Linked DNA regions of Mus musculus: region 1 is linked to region 2. Evidence: chromatin contacts called from public HiChIP or PLAC-seq data. All regions are on one chromosome and are shown on one strand. The core of a region is the stretch at or near the end of the contact, and the rest is flanking DNA. Distances in the headings are between cores, read along the strand shown.

Region 1 (4,390 bases), core at 1,283-3,782, 160 kb after region 2:
ACAGGGTCCCCAATGAAGGGGCTAGAGAAAGTATTCAAGAAGCTGAAGCAGTTTGCAGCCCCATAGGAGGAACTACAATATGAACTAACCATTAACCCCAGTTCTCCCTGGGACTAAACCACCAACCAAAGAAAACACATGGTGGGACTCATGGCTCTAGCTGCATATGTAGCAGAGGATGGCCTAGTTCGTCATTAATGGGAAGAGAGACCCTTGGTCCTGTGAAGGTTCAATGCCCCTGTATAGGGGAATGCCAGGCCCAGGAAGTGGGAATGGGTGGGTTGGTGAGGGGGGTGGGGGGACAGGGGGTTTTCAATGGGAAACTAGGAAAGGGGATAACATTTGAAATGTAAATAAAGAAAATATCTAATAAAAAAGAAAAGAAAATGGAGAAATAAAAAAAAGAAAAACACTCAGACAGTTTTATTATCTTATAATTTGTCAGATAACACAATTGCTGGGCACAGCATCTCCTGCCCTAAACTTATTATCTAACCTGTTATCAGCCATCTGCTGGTGGCAGAGGCTGCCAGTTCTAGCTACCCTAAGATCTTACATGGTTGTTGTATGCTCCTCATTCCAAAACCTGGCCAAAAAGACCTCTTCTCTTTCCCTGTGTCCTCTCTTCAGCCTGGGATCTAGAAGTCCCAGCTTTACCTTTCATCCAGCAATTGGCTCTAGGCCTTTTTTATTGACACAATCAAGAACCAATTAGGGAATCAGCACCTCCCCCTACAAGTTTTAAATGCCATTCACAAGCTGATACCTCCAATATACCTATCTCTAGTGTATAGCTCTCACTCACTTACTGAATTCATACACTAAACGTCTCACAGAAGATCTGCAATAGATTAGATAACAGGCATGTCACACATATCCTGTCTAAAGAGGATTTTCTAATTAATCATGCTCAAGTCTCTGTCTTCTCCGTCTTAGTTAATGATAGCGGATCCCTTCTTCTGATTGCTCAAACAGAAATGTGGAGCTACGGCTGATTTCATTGTCTGGATCAGAAGATAAAATAAGATAGAATAAGGACATTTGTTCCATCCAAATGCATATAACTTTATAAGAGAGGTTGGGGATATGGCTTGACTTAACAAGCATTTAATCTGAAAACATAAGGACTTGAGTTTGAATTGACAGAGCCCACGTAAAAATCAGTCATGGAGGCTGGAGAGAGGCTTCAGTGGTTAAGAGCATTGGCTGCTCTTTCAGAGGGACCATATTTGGTTCCCAGAAAGAACATGGTGGTTATCATTCATCTCTAGTTCCAGTTCCATAAGTACCCATAGTCTTCTTTTGGCCTCTGTGGACACTGCACACACATCCCCCCACCCCACCCCACCCCCACACACAAATAAAACTGAATAAAATCTAAGGGGGCAAAGTGGGGCACAGTTGTGTATGCCTGAGACAGGTGGTTCCCCAAAGCATGCTATCCAGTCAGCATAGCCAAACAGTGAGGGTCTAGATCTGTGACAGATCCTGTCTCAAAAGAAAAACACTGGGAACTATACGAGGGAGGTGTGTGTCACTACAAGAATCACTCCAAACCCACTTGTGACTCCTCCTCTACAGAACAAAGGAATCCCACAGCATTTTTCCAACTATTTTTCTGCCTTTTTGCCCCTTTGTGTATCCTACATTCTACCACATGCTGGTGACATATGCACTCTGGGCTTCCCCTCTCCACACTTTTGCTCTTTGTAGTCCATCTGTGTAGAAAATTGCTGACATATGTTACAGGATCGAATCCTACTCATATACAAAACACTTATCATAGTTCCCTGCTAGTCTCCTTCCCTCTTCCTCCCCTTCTCCTCCTTCTCTTCCTCCTCCTTCTCTTCCTCTTCCTCCTCCTCCTCTTCCTCCTTCTTCTCTTCCTCCTCCTCCTCTTCCTCCTTCTTCTCTTCCTCCTCCTCCTCCTCTCCCTCCTCCTCCTCTTCCCTCTTCCCTCTTGAGGGATTAACTCAGTCTTCCGACTCTTAATTTTTAACATTATTTATAAACAGACCTTGCCACATATTGTCAGATTGGGAAGAGGGATGACAATAAGTTCTTTTGAAAAAGGGACAGACACAAACAGCTCCTTCAACATGAGCTTTATTAGGGAAAAGAGCCTTAAGGCTGTGATCAGGGTTTGAGGTGAGAGCCCATTAGAAGGGAACAATACATTATATCAGAGACATGCATGGCATATTAAAGGGAAAGAGGCATTTTCCTTTAATATCTAGAGGGAAGCTTCATAAGAGGGATAGTTTACAGTAAGAAGATAAGAAGTATCCATCCATGACAGGATGATGGGGAGGGTTAAAAGGGAGCCTTCAGAGAAATCCCCAAACAAAGGAAAGTATCTAACTTTTGTATTATTTCAAGGGGTGATGGGGAAGTTGGGAAGTTTCATACCACATGACTTAGTTCAACCTAGTCAGTATGACAAAGAACACAGAAGAGCCAGGTGCTGGGTAAAACCATAAATTACAGGCTTATAAGAACCACAGCACAGAACAGCTTTGTAACTCTGTCTGAGAGAGGGATCGCCAGAGGGTTGTGGTCTGATTCAGACTGTGGGATCTGGCCTCGTAGGTTGGCTCACATCTTAAAGAGCCAGGCTCGAAATCTAACATGTATGTAGAATCTTCTTTCCATGCATCTTGAGAGTATAAAGTGTGTCGCATAAAAAGTGTCTCCCCTTGGCAACCTATTGAGCTATTATCAGGGAATGTTCACAAGGAATACATGTTTTAAAAAGTCATTGTGATTCAAACGGCATGAGTGCATCTCTGAATTTCCTAGCCCTGTGCAGGGAGAATGCCAGGAAATATGACTGTGTGGGTCCATGCTCACATCGCACCCTGACATGTGATGCTCAGCTCGGATACCACAGCTTTCTCTCATCAGAGGCAGAAATCCGGGGCTTCAATAGTGTGAAAGAGAAATTGTTAAGGATCTGAGTGCATTCGTCAGATGTAGATAATAACTGTTCTCGGGAGAGACATACTTAGTGGCAAGGGTGTGGAGACTGTCAGATGGGTCCTTGACTGGAAAGAGAATAACAATCGCATTTCTTTTGGTGGTAGCCCCTCTGTCCAGTCTTTACATCTTTCCATCCTCCAAATCAGCTTGCTCTCAACAGAAGCTGCCACTTTCTGCTTGATGTGAGTTGGAATCTGGATATAGTCTGCCTGACACAGTTCTCAGCCATGATGGCTTCACTCGGTGCTTTGCTCTGGTGTGCCTTGTCAGTCTCTGCTATCTTGCTGTAAGACGGAACATTATAGGAAGTCAAGGACTACATATATGCTAGGCCATATTATTTCTGGAATACAAGAATATGAGGCATGGATCAAAAGCCCTGAAATCCAGTGTGAGCCTTGGCAGATATCTCTCAGCTAAGGTTGAAAGTATTATACTCCGCCACAGGGTTTCTATGAGGAAGCAAGCCAGTGGATCCTGTCACCTTTATTAAGTAGCCTAGAGCAGTAGTTCTCAACCTGTGGGTTGTGACCACTTTCAAAAGTTGAACAATTCTTTCACAGGGGTCAGATATCAGATATCCTGCATAGCAGATAGTTACATTATGATTTATAACAATGGCAAAATTACAGTTATAAAGTAGCAATGGAAATAATTTAATGGGCGGGAGTCAACTCAACATGAGGGAACTGTATTAAAGGTTGTAGCTTCAGAAGATTGAGAACAACTGGTCTAGAGGAAAGCATAGCTCCTTTATATAAATAAGAACCCATTTCTTGTGCATACCAGCTCCCTCACCCTCTTGTCTTAAGAACTTGTGGCTGTGTCTTTCCATAATGTGAGGAAATAGAACTTAAAGAAGATGGGAGATTAAGTAGGCTAGGAGGATCCAGCCTAACTTCTTCTAGTCAATGAGAGCAAAGATGGGGGCTTTCTCAGCTTAGATTGGTAAAAGCAAAAGAGAATAACAGGGCTAGATCCTTTAAAATATGGCTGTTCCAGAGCTACCCAGCAAGGTAAAGAGATTTGATATGTATGTGAGAGAATGGAAAATGTTACTTCAATCTCCACTTCATTACCAGCCAAACAAACAAACACACTCCATCATTCCATGAACCTACCGAGAGCTTTTCTCTGGAACCTGCAGCAATCACATCCTACATGGGTCAGGAAACTGAAACCAGACTATGGACACTGTTAACAAGAATGGAAAACTCAGATAACCCCTCTCCCTAACCTCCAGGCCAAGGTACCAACATCAGCGGCAGAGCCTAGGAGAAGAAAAGGCAGAAACATAAAACAAAGCACCAGATCAAACTGGATAGATGAGATGCTTTGAGATACATTTGGGTTTGTGTCTCAAGTTTTCACTAAACTAAACACTAATCAAAAAATAAAATAAAATAAAAAA
Region 2 (4,158 bases), core at 1,036-3,535:
TTAATGGTTGGGGCTCACCACATGTGAAACCTTATTAAGGAATGCAGCATTCGGAAGGTCAAGAACCTCTGCTTTAGCGAATGCTGGTGAACCTGGACTCTTACCTGTCAGTATTAGGTGACTAGATTTTGATTCTCTGACAAGAGGCTCCTGTTCCACCTGGCCTAGTATTGACCAACATATGGCTCTTTGGGTGACAGGCTCATGAGTTCAGATTGTTTTGAATGTTTAGCAGTTTACTTGGGAATCTTCTGGAAGTTATAGAGTCATATCTTTACTCTCTCCAAGGAGATAGGAAACAGGGTGTCCCTGAAAGTCTCTTGTGGATTCCACGTAGCTCATCAACAAATAGACAAAGTAAACGTCTGCACCATGGTGGAGGGTCGGGGGTGGAAAAGGCTTTCTCTTGGTATAATGCTGGCATTTACAACCCAAACACAGGGCTTCAATGTCTTCCATTTATTCCCTCATACTTACAGAATAGTTGATATGTCCAAGGGCTATGCTGGGAACTGTGAACAACAGAAAGATGAATTAACATGGAAGAAAGCTCTTTAGATGACTTAATCTTTAACCTAGCCAGCCCAAGATCTATTTCTACCCATGTATCCTCAGATCCCCTTAGCTTATTACATAAAGAAATGACTTCTGAAAAGTTTTAAAGGGATACAAAGAATAGGGACTACTGTATGCAACAGGTATTTCTTATGATACACTGATTTCAGGAAACATTAGCGAGGCTCATGTGAAAATTGAATGCTTCATACAGAAAGACTATAAAACATTTCAACCTGTATTTATCACACTTGTCTTTTGAGTTCATAAGTTTTTTTTTTTAACATTAGAAGCTGATACAATTTGTTAGGACCAAGTGGACATTTATTCTGTATACGAATAAATCTTGAAGAATAGTTCCAAAAAAAAGAAAGAAAGATGAATTAAACGTGGGCCTCACTGATCTTTCCTCAAGGAACTGATCACTGATGCGAAAATAGTCTCACATAAACAATGAAACAAGAGAGAGTGATCACTGGGGATTAATAATACTGAGAAGATATAATTATTCAACTTTCCTCTGCTACTTAATAAAACTTATGGGAGCATATGAAGCTATTTATCACTCAGTCACACCTAATTACATCTTTGGCTAAAGTTCTCACAATGTTCTATCTGCGTCCTTCATTTATAGTCTTCCAAGGTTTGGTTAGTCATCAGGTAGAATAGATGGGAGTAGCTTAGCTGGCTTCTCCCAGCCACTGGGATAAAATATGTAGCATTTAGCAGGCTACAAATTATCTTCTGCCTGGGCCTGGACCTACCTACTTCTACAAGCCTCATCTGCCCACCTGCCACGTTCCAAATAGTGAGTACCAGAGGCATTCCACATAGGGAGTGGTGGAAGGTATTCCACACTGCTGTGTTCTTTCACTCTCTTCACTCTCCTCAGGACCCCTTCCCTGCCTTTCCTCCTGTGCTCCATCTGACATAGCAGTGTTCTTTGCATCGCAGCAGGAGAATCATCTATCTTAGGGCCCACCCACTGGGCTATTACCCCTCCCCTGTGCTACTACAGTTCTGTGCAACTCGTGGCCCTGTCCCATCTATTAGCTTCTGGAATGTACACCCATCTTCATAAGTCCTTACTCACCCTTACACCATCCTTTGGTAGCCCTCCTCCCTTTAGAGGTAATCATTTCTTCCTCTGATGAGTCATTAAACTTTGTTTATTCCACCATTAAAGCCCCAGCTGTTTTGGCTTTTTGTTATTCGTTACTGTGGTCTATGAAAATTTTGCTGTTGACAGTGTGTCAAGCTTGCTGTGTAGTCAGGGATGATTGTGAACATCTGATGCACCTGCAGCCATCTTCCCCCTCCTTTCATTTCACCTATGTGCAAGCCATTTCAGAAGGCACCCGTATCTATCTTCTTCATCATATCTCAGCACAATACCAGGCGGAACACCTACGATTAAGATCATTATTTGTGTGGTTAGTTGGGCCTCTAGGCAACCAAACATCCCAAGGGAGGTGTAGAGGGTGTCTCACTTGGCCCCATTTCTGGACATTCTAACAGTTCACACCAGTCTGTATCAGACATAATGAACCACACACATCCAAGAGATGGGAATTTAAAGCATGTGTGTTTCATCTCTCACGATACCTCTTTTGCATCTATGACGAAGCACAAGGAAACAGTTGGGATCCAAACCTGCAGTATAAAAGGGCAGCTTGTCAGCAATACCATTGTTTTCTGCCAGAGCTAGCAGGCAGCTTCGGCTGCACATTCCACAGACATGAATAATATCAGTTGTGATTACACTTCAGCATCTCCTTCATCACCAATCCCGTAGACACAGAGTATAACCTAATTAGGAAATGTGAAAGCACCCGTTTCTGGGAAGGAGCATTAAAGGGAAGAGAGGGATCCCAGCTTCTCCCTGATGTGGGTGGGTCTCACTGAGAGTCACATACAGGTTGGAGTCTGGCAAAGTTCAAGGGTAGATGGGGCCTGCCTAGTCACATTCCTCACATAATCAGTAAGAGGGTGAGAAAGAGATGCAGCTGGGAATGGAATACCTTGACTTCCGTCCTATAATACTTTCTTCAGTGCACAATGCGGCAGATATCAGGACTGATAAGTCAATCAACTATTAACGTATTAGTACTGTGAACTCTCCTTGTCTAATACTTTTATTGTTTACTGTTTAGACTCCTGTCGATAAAGACTCTGAATTTTTTTTTGGCTGACAGCTGCTCATCTGTTCATTTATGCTTGTTTATCTTTTCATCGTGGTACTTATGTGGCACCTGGAAGATATCGCTCTGCCTTCCAACATGCAGAGAGTGGAAGACTAAGGATGTCTGCTAAGTTAATGTACAAGAATCAAGCCACTGTCCTTTTCTTTGTACACAGAAAAACATTTGTATAGCCATTTCTTCTTGCATTCCTCCAGTCTCAGTGAGCCCTTGATAGGTTGCTATTTATCCTATGTCTCGGGTACTCTGGTGTTAGCGTTACAGAGCAACCAGCAAGAAGTAAGAAGAACCTGCGAGCAGGAGAAATCAAGAGACTCTCATCTGCTCTGGGAATGAGCACCCAACCAAACACAGAGCCCGGTCAATTGATTTAACTTACAGAACTTCAATCTTCTTTCAAAAGTTAAAGTTGATACCACCAACCTGTGTATGATCCCCAGTGAGACCCACCCATGTGAGTGAGAAGCTGGGATCTCTCTCTCACCCCTATACACTCACCCCAGCTTCTGTTGACTCCGTATAGACTCTAGGATCTGTCTCACCTTGACCATGTGTGAGCGTCAGTGTTCTGAGATTTGTTGGTGATAAGACATGGGATCCCAGCAGCCCAGATCACTAGAATTCCTTGTCTTGAAATTCAGTTCAGCCAATCTGTAGCATCCTTATAGTTTGATGCCCGTGTTTCCAAGTGTTTTCTGTATCTTTCATTTCCTAAAACATGGCTTCCCCGAAACTCCTGAATAACCCTGCAATTTTATTGCTTTTTCTTTCCCTGAGATAATATTCTGGTCTTGAAATAGATTTCTATGAACTATTAGATTCTCACTTAATTTTGTTAAGGCCGTAAGGATGGGTGAGGCCATTTTGCTTCTGTCTTCTAAGGGAACACATGTGGCTCTATCTAGATGCTCTTCTATTGCCTTGGTTTCCATATGCCTTATTTGCTTATCCTAGGTTCTCTTGTCACTTCTGTCCTTACCTGGCCCAGAAGTACAGCTACCCCTATTTTGCCTGGAGGCCATCCTTTACTAAAGCATCTAACAACTAGATAAGAAAGAATAGTTTTAGGCTCAGAGGAATTTAGTGACTTTATTAAATGCATATTTAACAAATATCAGAGGCAGGCCTCAATGAAAGATTCCTTTCTCTAAATAGTTTGTGGTTTGTCTAAATCCATACTATTTGTTCTGAATATCAACCATTAAGGTTTTGAAAACTAGATAGGGCCAGAAAAAAAAAAGCATATCACGATTTAGGAAATCAGTGCTGTATTATGATTTTTGTCACTTGATAGGCTTCTTCTGGTTAATAATTTATTTCTTCTGGATCTTTCCAAATTGTTGGAACAGAATATCTAGCACCTCCAGACTCAGACAAAGCTGCCATGTGGGTGGGAAAAAGG

Evidence for each region. HiChIP or PLAC-seq counts read pairs in DNA pulled down with a chosen protein or histone mark.
Region 1: a CTCF HiChIP or PLAC-seq map of the NIH/3T3 cell line shows a contact between it and region 2, with 13 read pairs. The contact joins two enhancer-like sites. A contact is called at or near these places in 1 of 15 datasets of contacts at CTCF or cohesin (the NIH/3T3 cell line), 4 of 484 Hi-C or Micro-C datasets (the C2C12 cell line, common lymphoid progenitors, embryonic fibroblasts and 1 more), 1 of 115 datasets of contacts at active chromatin or transcription factors (embryonic fibroblasts) and 1 of 9 other capture datasets (embryonic stem cells).

Annotation. Positions count from the first base shown.
Region 1 is chr17:79,534,234-79,538,623 of GRCm38.p6, forward strand. No RefSeq gene overlaps it. Among named protein-coding and RNA genes, the nearest start is that of Gm10494, 26 kb to the left of the region's middle. Within about 2 kb of position 2,533, at least 11 of the 459 cell types and tissues checked have an H3K27ac peak or open chromatin away from gene starts, as enhancers often do. A contact at or near this core is called in the C2C12 cell line and the NIH/3T3 cell line, where this site is marked.
Region 2 is chr17:79,370,861-79,375,018 of GRCm38.p6, forward strand. No RefSeq gene overlaps it. Among named protein-coding and RNA genes, the nearest start is that of Cdc42ep3, 18 kb to the left of the region's middle. Within about 2 kb of position 2,286, at least 37 of the 459 cell types and tissues checked have an H3K27ac peak or open chromatin away from gene starts, as enhancers often do. A contact at or near this core is called in the C2C12 cell line and the NIH/3T3 cell line, where this site is marked.